3 separate regions of the Zea mays genome follow, and all the other regions are linked to region 3. A link is a contact called in public Hi-C data. All regions are on one chromosome and are shown on one strand. Each heading gives the region's core, a stretch centred on a gene start, on an enhancer-like site or on the middle of the called end of the contact. The rest is flanking DNA. Distances are from core to core; before and after follow the strand shown.

Region 1 (3,360 bases), core at 582-3,081, 180 kb after region 3:
CACGAGGGGCTTTTCCTATCCCACAGATGGGTCATAGATGACAACATAGATCCATGTAGGTGATATTTTGTCGGCTTCCCCAGAGGGAGCCCTACTCCATCTAGATTGCAAGTATTGTTGTAATGGGGGGTGATTGAGTACCCTCAATACCTTTAGAGTGACTAGCAATGTGTGATGGAATAGGGAAGGTTCCTTCAGGACTTAGCACCAAGAGGTAGTAGGTGGTACTACCGCCCATCCCCTAAGAGACCCCGACTCTGCCTGACCCAAATCGTCTAGGTATTTTTAACAGCGGAGCCAACAGTTAGTACCCTTGGACTGAGGGTCGGGTCAAGTAGACTTAGGGGGCTAAGCCATATTTTGTCCTTCAAGAAAATTTCAAAAAACGATTAGTACAAACATGTGAGTTTAATGATAACTCTATACTATTATGTAAATGTATGAGGCTAGCTCCCAACATCTCGGTTGTGATACAACCACCGAGATGTTCGAGGTAGGATTTTATAGTTAAAAGGAAAGGTTATGTGTAGATCCAATTTAGTTGGTCGATGTTCCATATATTAGATATCCGCGAGAAGTCGGTATGTGGCTTGATTCTATCATCAAGCCTTTATCTGTTGATTTATGCCGACATATAGCCATCAGTAGCCCCCACAACATCTTGGGTTTTGTGTGACAATCAAGATGTGGGAACCTGGAAGGAATAAGGTCAATATAAAAGAAACTTTAACATAAAAGTAACTTTAGCTATTTGAGGAAGTGTAGCCTGTGTGACTTTTGTTCGGACCCTTTTGTTTTTAGAAAATCAACCTGCCATCCTTAGCGATCCCTTTCGTGTAACCCTACCTGCGCTCGACGACGGGGGAGGAGGATAAGGGTGGTAGCGGCATCGCCTGCACCACGATGGGTCTAGGAGCAGGTGACGATGTCACGTCGTCATAGCCCCTGAAGCGCGCCAAGGTCCCCACATGTCTTCCATGCACCACCACCCACATCGTCTTTCTCCCCGTGTGGCCGCCCCACTTCGGTCTCTTCCTCCCCGCGCAACCGACGTTGGCGCCATCCCTCCATCCTGTCTTCTTCCTCCCTATGTTGCCATCCACCATTATTGTCCTCGTGCCCGCCACCCCATTGTCATCCTCTCCGCGCCTTCACCCCACCCCGCCACTTCCTCCCCGTGCGACCACCCTTGGTGTCGCCCCCGCCACATGCCGCCGTCACTAGCGCTGCCTCGCCCCACCCTCTTTATCCCCGCGCCACCGCCGTCCCCTCCTGCTCGCCTACATGGTGACACAGAGACGAACGAGGTGTTCACCAAAATCTCCCTCAGCCAGGGCCATGCCCCATCGTTGCTTCTTGTCCGGAGCCCAAGGCCAGGACGTGTCGCCGCTTCTTGTCCGAATCCTTGTAGCAGCAACAAGCATTTGATGTAGGGTAAGCTTTTCCTTTCTAGGTGTAGATGTTATGCTCTCTGTTACTTCCCTCATCACAAATTAAAATTCGTTTTAGTAAATTTATAGATTCATACAATACTTGATGTATATGTTATATATACATATTTAGATGTATCATCATTTATCTGAATATAATAATAATAATAATAATAATAATAATAATAATAATAATAATAATAATAATAATAATAAGAGCTAAAACAAACACTACATCTGCTTCTTGAATATTTATCGTGGGCTAGTTTATTTTTAAATTAAATCACGATAAATAAAAAAATCCTGTTGGTCACCATCACGTTTTTGGGTGTGATTATGCTGTGATTTTGTTTGACAGATCAAACTAGTATTTCTAGAAGGTCAAAACATGCAAACCTCGAGGGGAAGCAAAGCAAACAAGCTAAAACCATCAATTCCCCATTCGCAAGGTACTGGCGCGCAAAATACAGAGAAGTAAAAAAAAAAACGAGTTGAACCTTTACTCCCTCTGACCGTTGCCCACCTTCCGCAGCCGTCGCCACCGCCGTCGCCGGCGTCTCCTCCTCTGCCACCCAGCCCACCCTCCTCCGCCACAGACACACCGCTATCGCTTCCCACATCATCTCTCCAGGTAAGCGGAGCATCCGTAGATCTCTCCCCGCCGCCACATCGTACGCCGGCGCTGCTCCTCCCGCTAGCACACGCCGCTGCGGATCTAGATCCGACGCCGGCTGTGCGGGATTAGGCGGCGTGTGTCGGTGTATGCCTCTGAACTCTGGATCTCACTGGGATCACTTTCGGTGTGTTCGGCAGCGTCCGCCGAGGGATGGAGAACGGTGGAATCGAGGAGGCCGACGACGCACTGCCGGAGCCCGCGCCGCCCAATGGGCGGCGGTACCGGCCAGTCGGGTCGAGCGACCGTGCCGTGATCCAGATGACTTCCATGGAGCCGGGATCCTCGTCTGCCACCATCGATGCCGTCGTGACTCCCCAGCCGCCAAGGTGATGCGTACTTCATTCGCATTTGCAGGTTTCGAGAGCAATTTGTTATGTCACGTGCTAGCAGATCGCAAACGTGCTGAATTCAGAGGTTACTGCTGCGTGGATCACTAGTATAGTTGCTGCAAATTAGTGTGTGCATTGTCTAGGAATTGCATTGTTTTGCACATGGGCTGTTGAAGGGAGCAATTGGAGAGTAGCTGTGGACTGTTGAGCATACTCAATCTATTGGAAGTATCGGAAGTTAAGATTTTAGGTTGACTTCCCTGGATGCTAGGAAACACTGAAACTTCTATTTTGGGCCTTGGGTTGCTTCTTCCTATTTAAATCTGTGGGCATCGGGATCAAGTCTGTGAGACCATGTCTGTCACATCTGTTTTATGGGAGCGCCTGCAGCTGCAATGCTACCATTGTTGAAACCAGTAGAAAACAGATTGTCAAGCAACTATAGGCTTGTTGATGTAGATTTGACTTTTGTGGCTAGACTGTTTGATGCCAGTTTGTGATACTTGAAAGGGAATACGGTTTTGTCCATGTATTGATTTTACTTCTTGTGCGTGGTATGGCTTGCCACATGGCATATACCCTTAACCTTCTTTGCTTTGAACAACTTTGAAGAAATGGCTATCATTGTACATGATCTTTACCTTTTCTTATTTTTTTTGTCCTTTTCTTTTGAAAATCATAAGTACAAGAGAATTTAGTAGAAAACAGGTTGCCGAGGTGCTAGAAGTATGGACTCACACTCTTTTATGTTTGATATAGGAACCTGAAGCCTGATGCTAATCTAACTATTGATCCAAGTATGCGGGAAGGTTCTCCTGATGATCATGTTACATCCAGTGGATCTCAAGGGGATTCAAAGCTAGAACTCTTTGGTTTTGATTCTCTTGTAAATATATTGGGTCTTAAGAGGTAGGGTCAATCATTC
Region 2 (3,500 bases), core at 801-3,300, 200 kb after region 3:
TCAGTATGGGACTATTGACCTCTACTGGATTGTAAGGGATGGAGGATTGATGCTTCTTCTGTCCCAACTCCTGCTGACAAAGGAGAGCTTTGAGAGCTGTAAGATCCAAGTCTTCTGCATATCTGAAGAGGATACCGACGCAGAGGAGCTGAAAGCTGATGTCAAAAAGTTCTTGTATGATCTTAGGATGCAAGCTGAGGTCATTGTTGTCACTATGAAATCATGGGAGTCACACATGGAGAGCAGCAGTAGCGGTGTTCAGCAGGATAACTCCCATGAGGCTTACACAAGTGCACAGCAAAGGATCGAAACATACCTTGACGAGATGAAGGAAACTGCTCAAAGAGAAAGGCAGCCACTAAAGGAGAATGGGAGGCAAGTTGTTGTGAATGAACAGAAGGTTGATAAATTCCTTTACACAATGTTGAAATTGAACTCCACGATACTCAGGTACTCCAGAATGGCAGCTGTAGTTCTTGTGAGCCTTCCACCACCACCACTAAATCATCCTGCATATTTCTACATGGAGTACATGGATTTGCTTGTAGAGAATGTCCCACGCATGTTAATAGTTAGGGGATATACGAGAGATGTTGTCACATTTTTCACATGATTATACATATAATATAAACTTCCCACCTGGAGACTCTAGTGTCGTCTGGCTGTTGTACTATCTTAGCAGAGACTGGTTACACAAGATTCAAGCGTGGATTCTGCCATCGAAATGACAAGCCCTCACCTTGAAGGCAACCATGATGAGATGTCAAATGTCAAGGGCTCTTGTTCGGGCTTATTGGGTTCGTGAACTACTGAACTGCAGTGTCTTCATTCTTTTCTGGATTTTAAAGATCCACATAGCGAGCTTTGATTCTTACAGATTTTGTAGTCATCATATGTAAACACTTACCATCTAGTAAGCATACTTACATGCTGCCCCAATGACAGAATGCGATCCTTACCTTCTCACAAACATTTATATATGTATTTTCTTTGCATCACTTAAGTCCATCTAAAACTTATGGACCTGTGGAGATGAGCAGAGAGCCAGAGATGCGAATTTTGAATGGCTACCCCCAACAAATGAATTTTGGTTGTGCTCTGTCGCAAATTCTTGGTTTTCATACATTGCTCGATGAGGGGTGCTACTTTACCCGGTTACTTTCTGGATAATTGAACCATATTTCTCTCTACTAAAACGTGTAGGGTTGAGCTTGAGCTAAAGATTTTAACCTAATTTTTTTTTCTGACTCAACCTAATATTTGATCAGGTCTACCTACGAGTAACGAACAGAGGTATAATAAAATTTAGCTTTAGACGTGAGGGCTATAGTGAAATTGACTTTTAGGTAATATTTGAGAGGATTCGTTGCACTTTCAGCTTCATGCTATGCTAGGAATAAGAGTTAGTAAAGTTTTTTTTTCCCTAGTTTTATCAGGTTAAAATTCATTCTGGGCGTTTTCTTGTTTCATCGATTTCTATTTTATTTTAATTTTTTTATATTTTTTATCTTTTATTTTATTTTGGCCTCAATTTCTAGTTTATTTTAGTTTTAATTATTTATTGGATTGTATTTATTTTGGGGAAACAAGACAACCAGACTGAAGGAACCTGTATTTGTCTCCGTGTTAAGGTCTTATCTGTTTCAGCTTTTATCTTGCTATTGCCAGTTAAAACCCAGAATCTAAAAAAACGGCGTTTAAATAACTAGAAATATGGCTTTAAAAAATAAAAGCTAAAAAACAGTCTGATAAGCTTTTATAGCCTTTTGTGTTTGAAAAAACTCAATATGTAAAAAGGTAGCCGGAAACAAAATCAAAATTTGAAACAGCCTAAAACAACAGTTCGAACAAACAGGCCCTGAATGTTGGTTGCCACGTCGGTCCAACCTGTGGGCCTAAGCAACTACACAGCTGCCAGCAAGCAGGACTGTGTACATGGGCTATGATTTTCCTTCTTATGGGCTTTGAGTCCTCGTCTCTGTGAGTCTTTGTCCCATCCAACATCTCGATCCATCCCAGCATCATCCCCACAATTGAGGCGATTGAAGCAGAAAAAATCAGTCGCCGTAGCAGCGCCGCCTCCGCCGCCGTGGGGAGGTAGCATCTAGGCCCATTCCGCCGCCTCCATCTCCGGTATGTTCCCCTCCGTCCCTCGATTCGCACGAATGCTGGGCCAAAAACCCTTGCGCGATTCCGGTGCTTTTCTCGCGCCCTGAATCAACACTGTGTTGCTCCAGGCCAGCAATGGCTTCGGCGGTGGAGCGGCGGAGGGAGGAGCACGCGCGGAGATCGCGTTCCCCAGCACGGGGCAGGGAGCGGAGGGGAACGCCGCCACGCAGGCGGAGTTCCCCAGAGCGGAGGAAGGGTTCGCCTGCTAGGGCACGGTCTCCTGCTGCGAAGTCAAGTGCGTCGCATAGGGACAGGGAGAGGTCGCCTCCGAGGGAGAAGGTGAAGGAGCGTGTCAGGTCGCCAGAGTCTCCTGCTAAGGTCAGCCTGTTGCACAAGGGGAGAGAGAGGTCGTCTCCCAGGGAGAAGGCGAAGGACCAGCGGGTCAGGTCGCCGAAACGTAAGCAGGAGCAGTCACGATCACCCTCACCTGCTAGGCGACACTTCTCTAGGTCGCCCTCGCCGCGCTCCAAGAGGACGAGGGGAGCGCAGGGTGAGCGGGAGGCGGTGCAGTTTACTGGCAGTGATCGCCGGAAGGCAAGTCACAGGGAGGAGCAGGATACACTGAGGCACAGGGAGCATGATGAGGGGAGGGATGCTTCAAGAGACAGGAAAGTGGATCGGGAGGCAGTGCATGTAACAAATGGTGATCGCCGCAAGCCCTCTCATGGGGAAGAGAGGGACTCATGGGGCAAGCACAGGGAACATGATGAAGGGAGGGTTGCATCGATAGATAGGAAGTCGGATCGAGAGGATACCAGAGGTACTGCAAAAGATAAGAAATATGTTCGTGATGATGAGAAGGATCATTCTAGGGAGAGGGGGGCTGGGAGGGATGATAAGTATGGTGCTTCAAAGGTGGCATTGCCGGTCTGGGATGATGATAGACATGGAAGGCCTAATCGGGGTGACTGGAAATCTGCTTCTTCAAGGGAGCAAAGGCTGGACTCTGGTGACAGAAGGGATTCAACAAGAGTGAAACCAACAGATCATGATGGGAGCAATGGGGGATCGGGAAGGTCTTTCAGGCATGGTCGTTCAATGTCTCCAGAAGAGCACAGGCATCGGGGCAGGCATGAATCTCATCCATCATCGAGAGTGTCCAGAAGTGCAGCACATATCGAGGTACAAGGTTCTTGTGATATCTTATCCTTCACTTTAAATCCTTCCGTTTCTCCATCTGTACTTGGTTTAGTGTACTTTTGTTTCATGAATGTATCCTACAGTCCTGCTACTGTCTACTGGTAAGTTGACAGTCTCCACCAAATAAGTATGGAGTGAGAAAATTATTGCCAGTCCCATGGTTTTTTACTACTAAGGCCATGTTTGAATGT
Region 3 (3,552 bases), core at 507-3,006:
TGACGAGTCAGAGCTTGCCTTCGATTCGAATTATCGGAGGAGGTGGAGCGGGGAGGCCAAGAAAATTCTGCATCGAAAAAATGGCCATACCTCCGTTAGGACTCGTGGTACCGCCAGCCGTAGTGACACCGTTGGCCATATTGTTGCCCCCGCTGGCACCAACAGCATTGCCGGCGCTGCCAGTGACACCACCAGCACCACTGGCACCTCCGCCATTAGCTCCACCGCCGGCAGCGGCGGCACCCCCACTACTAGACGATCCACTAGTACCTCCGGCACCTCCAGCAGCAGCACCACCGGCGGCGGCACCTCCACTAGCACCGCCACCCTGCTGGCTGTTGCCAACATTGCCGCACGACATTTGGAAGACGGCCTGGACGCCCTGCATGAGGCCGGGGCTGTAGCCCTGGATGTTGCCTAGGATGCCGTTCACGCAGTTCATCATCAGCATCATCTGCCCGAAGCACGGCCCTTGGCACATGCTTGCCGTTGACCCGCTGTTGCTGTTGCTGCTGCCGCCGCCGCCACTGCCATTGCTACTGCCACCGTTGCCGTTGCTGTTGACATTGTTGCCCATTGCTTGGAGGCACCCGTTTATCACCTGTCACGCGACGTTTTCTTTCTTCAGTAGAGTGCATTTTCCAGTTGTACATACATTTGTCTAGAATCAAATACATATGCAAAAAAAAGGCAAAGAAAGGCTATCCGGAAGGAAGGGGGTGAAACTAAAGATCATTCTCTGGTTTATACTGCCTCCGTTCCAAATCACAGGATGTTTTAACTTTTCTGGAGATTCAAAGCATCTTAAGTTTAGTCAAATTTATATTGTAAAATGATATTTATGATACTAAATAAGTATAATAAGTTTCACTATTAATTTTTATTTCCATAGTATAAGTATTTGATATCATAAATCTTTGTAATGTTCTCTATAATATTGGGCAAATTAAATCTAATATGCTCTACATGGGATTTGGGATTTGGGGATTTTCGATGTATTTTCATAGTATTTGATCTGCAGTCATTGGGATCTGGGATGTTTTAGTCAGATGGAACCTTGTTTATGTGGGTAACCCTCACAGAGAGCAGTTGATGTGAATATGTGATGGATTTTACCTTCGGACGCAGGCCAAAGAGTCGTTAGCTTACCTGTCTATTGTCAAAGCAGAGAGCAGCCTGTGACACGATCTGGATGGCATCCTGTGTCCCTGGAACCACAGCACCACCTGCCGCGCCCCCTGCTGCACCAGCACCACCTGCACCAGCAGCACCTCCTCCTCCTCCTCCTTGTCCTGCATTGCGCATAGAAACAACAGAAGTGTTCAGTAAATTATATACGCCTGTCAAGTGTCATTATGTGCTCTGGAAGGCCTTAGAATATCTATGAAAAAAGACACAGGAGCTGGCTTCTACTTGGCAAAGGCTTCAGATTCTGAGGACAAAATAAGTATTGTATATATAAAACCCTTTTTTTTTGCACAAAAGAAGAAGAGGAGCAAAACTTTATAAAACTAAACCCCACAAATAAACAAGGTCGAAGTAAGGGATTTTAACAGTAGTCAGAAGAATGGAGTAAGGAATTTATTAACAGTAGTCAAGATGAATGCTTCACACGGCAACAAACAGAGAAGCTGTCGTCGTGGCCGGGTCGACGGATTACCTCTGCACCAAGAGATGGACAACGCAAGCACAACCGCGCAGCACAAGTGTCCCAGCCTCAGTGCTACTACCATGGCAGCAGCTACTAGCTTCGAGCTAGCTAGTTGTGTGGATGATCTCACACCTTTATGAACGAATCACACTACTGGGGGCTGGGGCTTCAGCGACAACGGCACACTGGTGGGAAGAAATGGCCTGCAGCATGCTCGCTGAGAAACATATGGGATGCAGTGCAGATGCTATTTATGTCGTGGAATGCGATTCCAAGAACCAATTGGATGGGAATGGGATCGGAGCTGTGTTCTGGAACCTGGAGCTGGGAAATGAGCGAGCGAGCCGGTGTTCGGTCCTCAAGAACCCAACTACCCTTTTCACTTGTTACTTGGACTTGGGGTTTTCCTCTGGAACCGTGCGTAAATCGTACCTAAACTAAACAGGCATATAGCAGGTTTCGCATGCACGCATGCACGGTTCCTGCCTAGTTCTATTGACTAGCACTAGCTAGCGATGTGTGTGTTGGACGCTTGGACGACGTAACGTAGCGGTAGTACAGTATTCTGATGATGATGGACACGCTCTCTGCCTGTGTACTGTGTGTAATGTAATCTAGCTTCGACACGATGCTAGCTAGTACACGGTTGTTAAACCACTCTACTCGTCAATAATTAAAAGAGTCAAGGCTCAAGCAGAGTGACAGTTTGTGTACTAGAAAAAACATATATAATCTCGTGAGTACGGACGACGGACGACGTCTGACGAGGTAGTAGAGTAGGTCACTGACGATGAAGTGTACGTTCAAGTCCGGAGGTTTGAAGTGTACGCTGCATCGGTCGATTGATCTTGTAGGTGTACGTGTACTAGCACGGTACAAAAGCAACCACGGAGCACTGCGAAAGCCTGTCTCTGCTATACCCCTATAATGCTAGGAGGAGGGGGAACGTTGTTGTTTCTAGAGATAGTGATACAAATCTGGCCTCTATATATATCCACACGCGGAAATACACGGCCATAAGGTACATGATGATTATTGACTGCCTCGAGTTGTATAAAAAAAAGCAAAGAGCAACAAGATCAAAAGAGGTAGATTGACAACACATGCTACATCTATTGTCGGCAAATACAATCGGATAAAAATGAAGTCCCATTAAACTTCCAATAAATGCATATTGGCATACAACCATTCTCTATCAACACACTGTAGCTGACCAATGAGAAGGTCTTTGTTCGGTAAGATGTGGCGGATAAAGACAGGGGCAAGAGTGTAGTCATCGGTGATCCTCACACGTCGAACCCATCACTAGGAGTGGCTACTACTCGGAAGGTTCCAAGCGAGAAAGGAACCGTAAGGATCAGTAATAAGACCAAAAGCACTAGAGGGCATGATGAAGTAAGACATCGGTAGAGTTCTCCTAGATGACGTACATCGGACAATTCGGCGGCTATCACCGAATAGTCTGGTGCTTCAGACAGTTTGATGCTTAAAATGTATGGTCGGACGGTTTGATCTTGTGGCCCAGATGATCCACGCTCTGCGTGAGTAGTCCGGACAGTCCCCGATTAGATTAATTCAGTTTGGGACCCCTATCTCATACGTGGTTATCCTAAAAAACTCACAAGGACTCGTTAGATTTCGCCTAGCTTTAGTTGTAGTTTCTCAATCAATATTTACCTCTCTTCGACTATACGCCGTCTAGAGGTGCTTTGGGTGGCCTGCCGATTATGAAGCAACCATATAATCTCTCCTCCCTGACAAGGTTCCTCCCGAGAGGCGAGATCTAGGTTCTACATGAACCGCTCTGCGTCATAGCAAACACCAGACGGTTTGTCGCTTATACGCCGATGGTCCACGCGCCTGCAGAGAAGCTCGTATTTATCTGCTCCACGATGACCTAC

The links. Hi-C and Micro-C count contacts between places; a contact is called where the count stands out from the background.
Region 1: a Hi-C map of leaf shows a contact between it and region 3, with 2.4 times the contacts expected there. The contact joins the promoter of LOC103631489 here to the promoter of LOC100276043 in region 3. A contact is called at or near these places in 5 of 25 Hi-C or Micro-C datasets (bundle sheath, ear, leaf and 1 more).
Region 2: a contact with region 3 is called in a Hi-C map of ear, with 2.0 times the contacts expected there. The contact joins the promoter of LOC100192588 here to the promoter of LOC100276043 in region 3. A contact is called at or near these places in 5 of 25 Hi-C or Micro-C datasets (bundle sheath, ear, root tip and 2 more).

What each region holds. Positions count from the first base shown.
Region 1 is chr6:150,923,374-150,926,733 of Zm-B73-REFERENCE-NAM-5.0, forward strand. It overlaps LOC103631489 (cation-chloride cotransporter 1), which reads left to right and starts at 1,832. Exons shown (of 14, transcript XM_020539526.3): 1 at 1,832-2,061; 2 at 2,244-2,432; 3 at 3,195-3,344. The coding sequence starts at 2,257.
Region 2 is chr6:150,943,816-150,947,315 of Zm-B73-REFERENCE-NAM-5.0, forward strand. It overlaps LOC100192588, which reads left to right and starts at 2,051. Exons shown (of 11, transcript NM_001361662.1): 1 at 2,051-2,133; 2 at 2,238-3,291. The coding sequence starts at 2,245. LOC103631489 (cation-chloride cotransporter 1) reads left to right here. Exons shown (of 14, transcript XM_020539526.3): 14 at 1-1,064. The coding sequence ends at 613.
Region 3 is chr6:150,745,398-150,748,949 of Zm-B73-REFERENCE-NAM-5.0, forward strand. LOC100276043 reads right to left here and starts at 1,757. Exons shown (of 4, transcript NM_001149928.1): 1 at 1,661-1,757; 2 at 1,150-1,292; 3 at 91-601. The coding sequence starts at 1,733.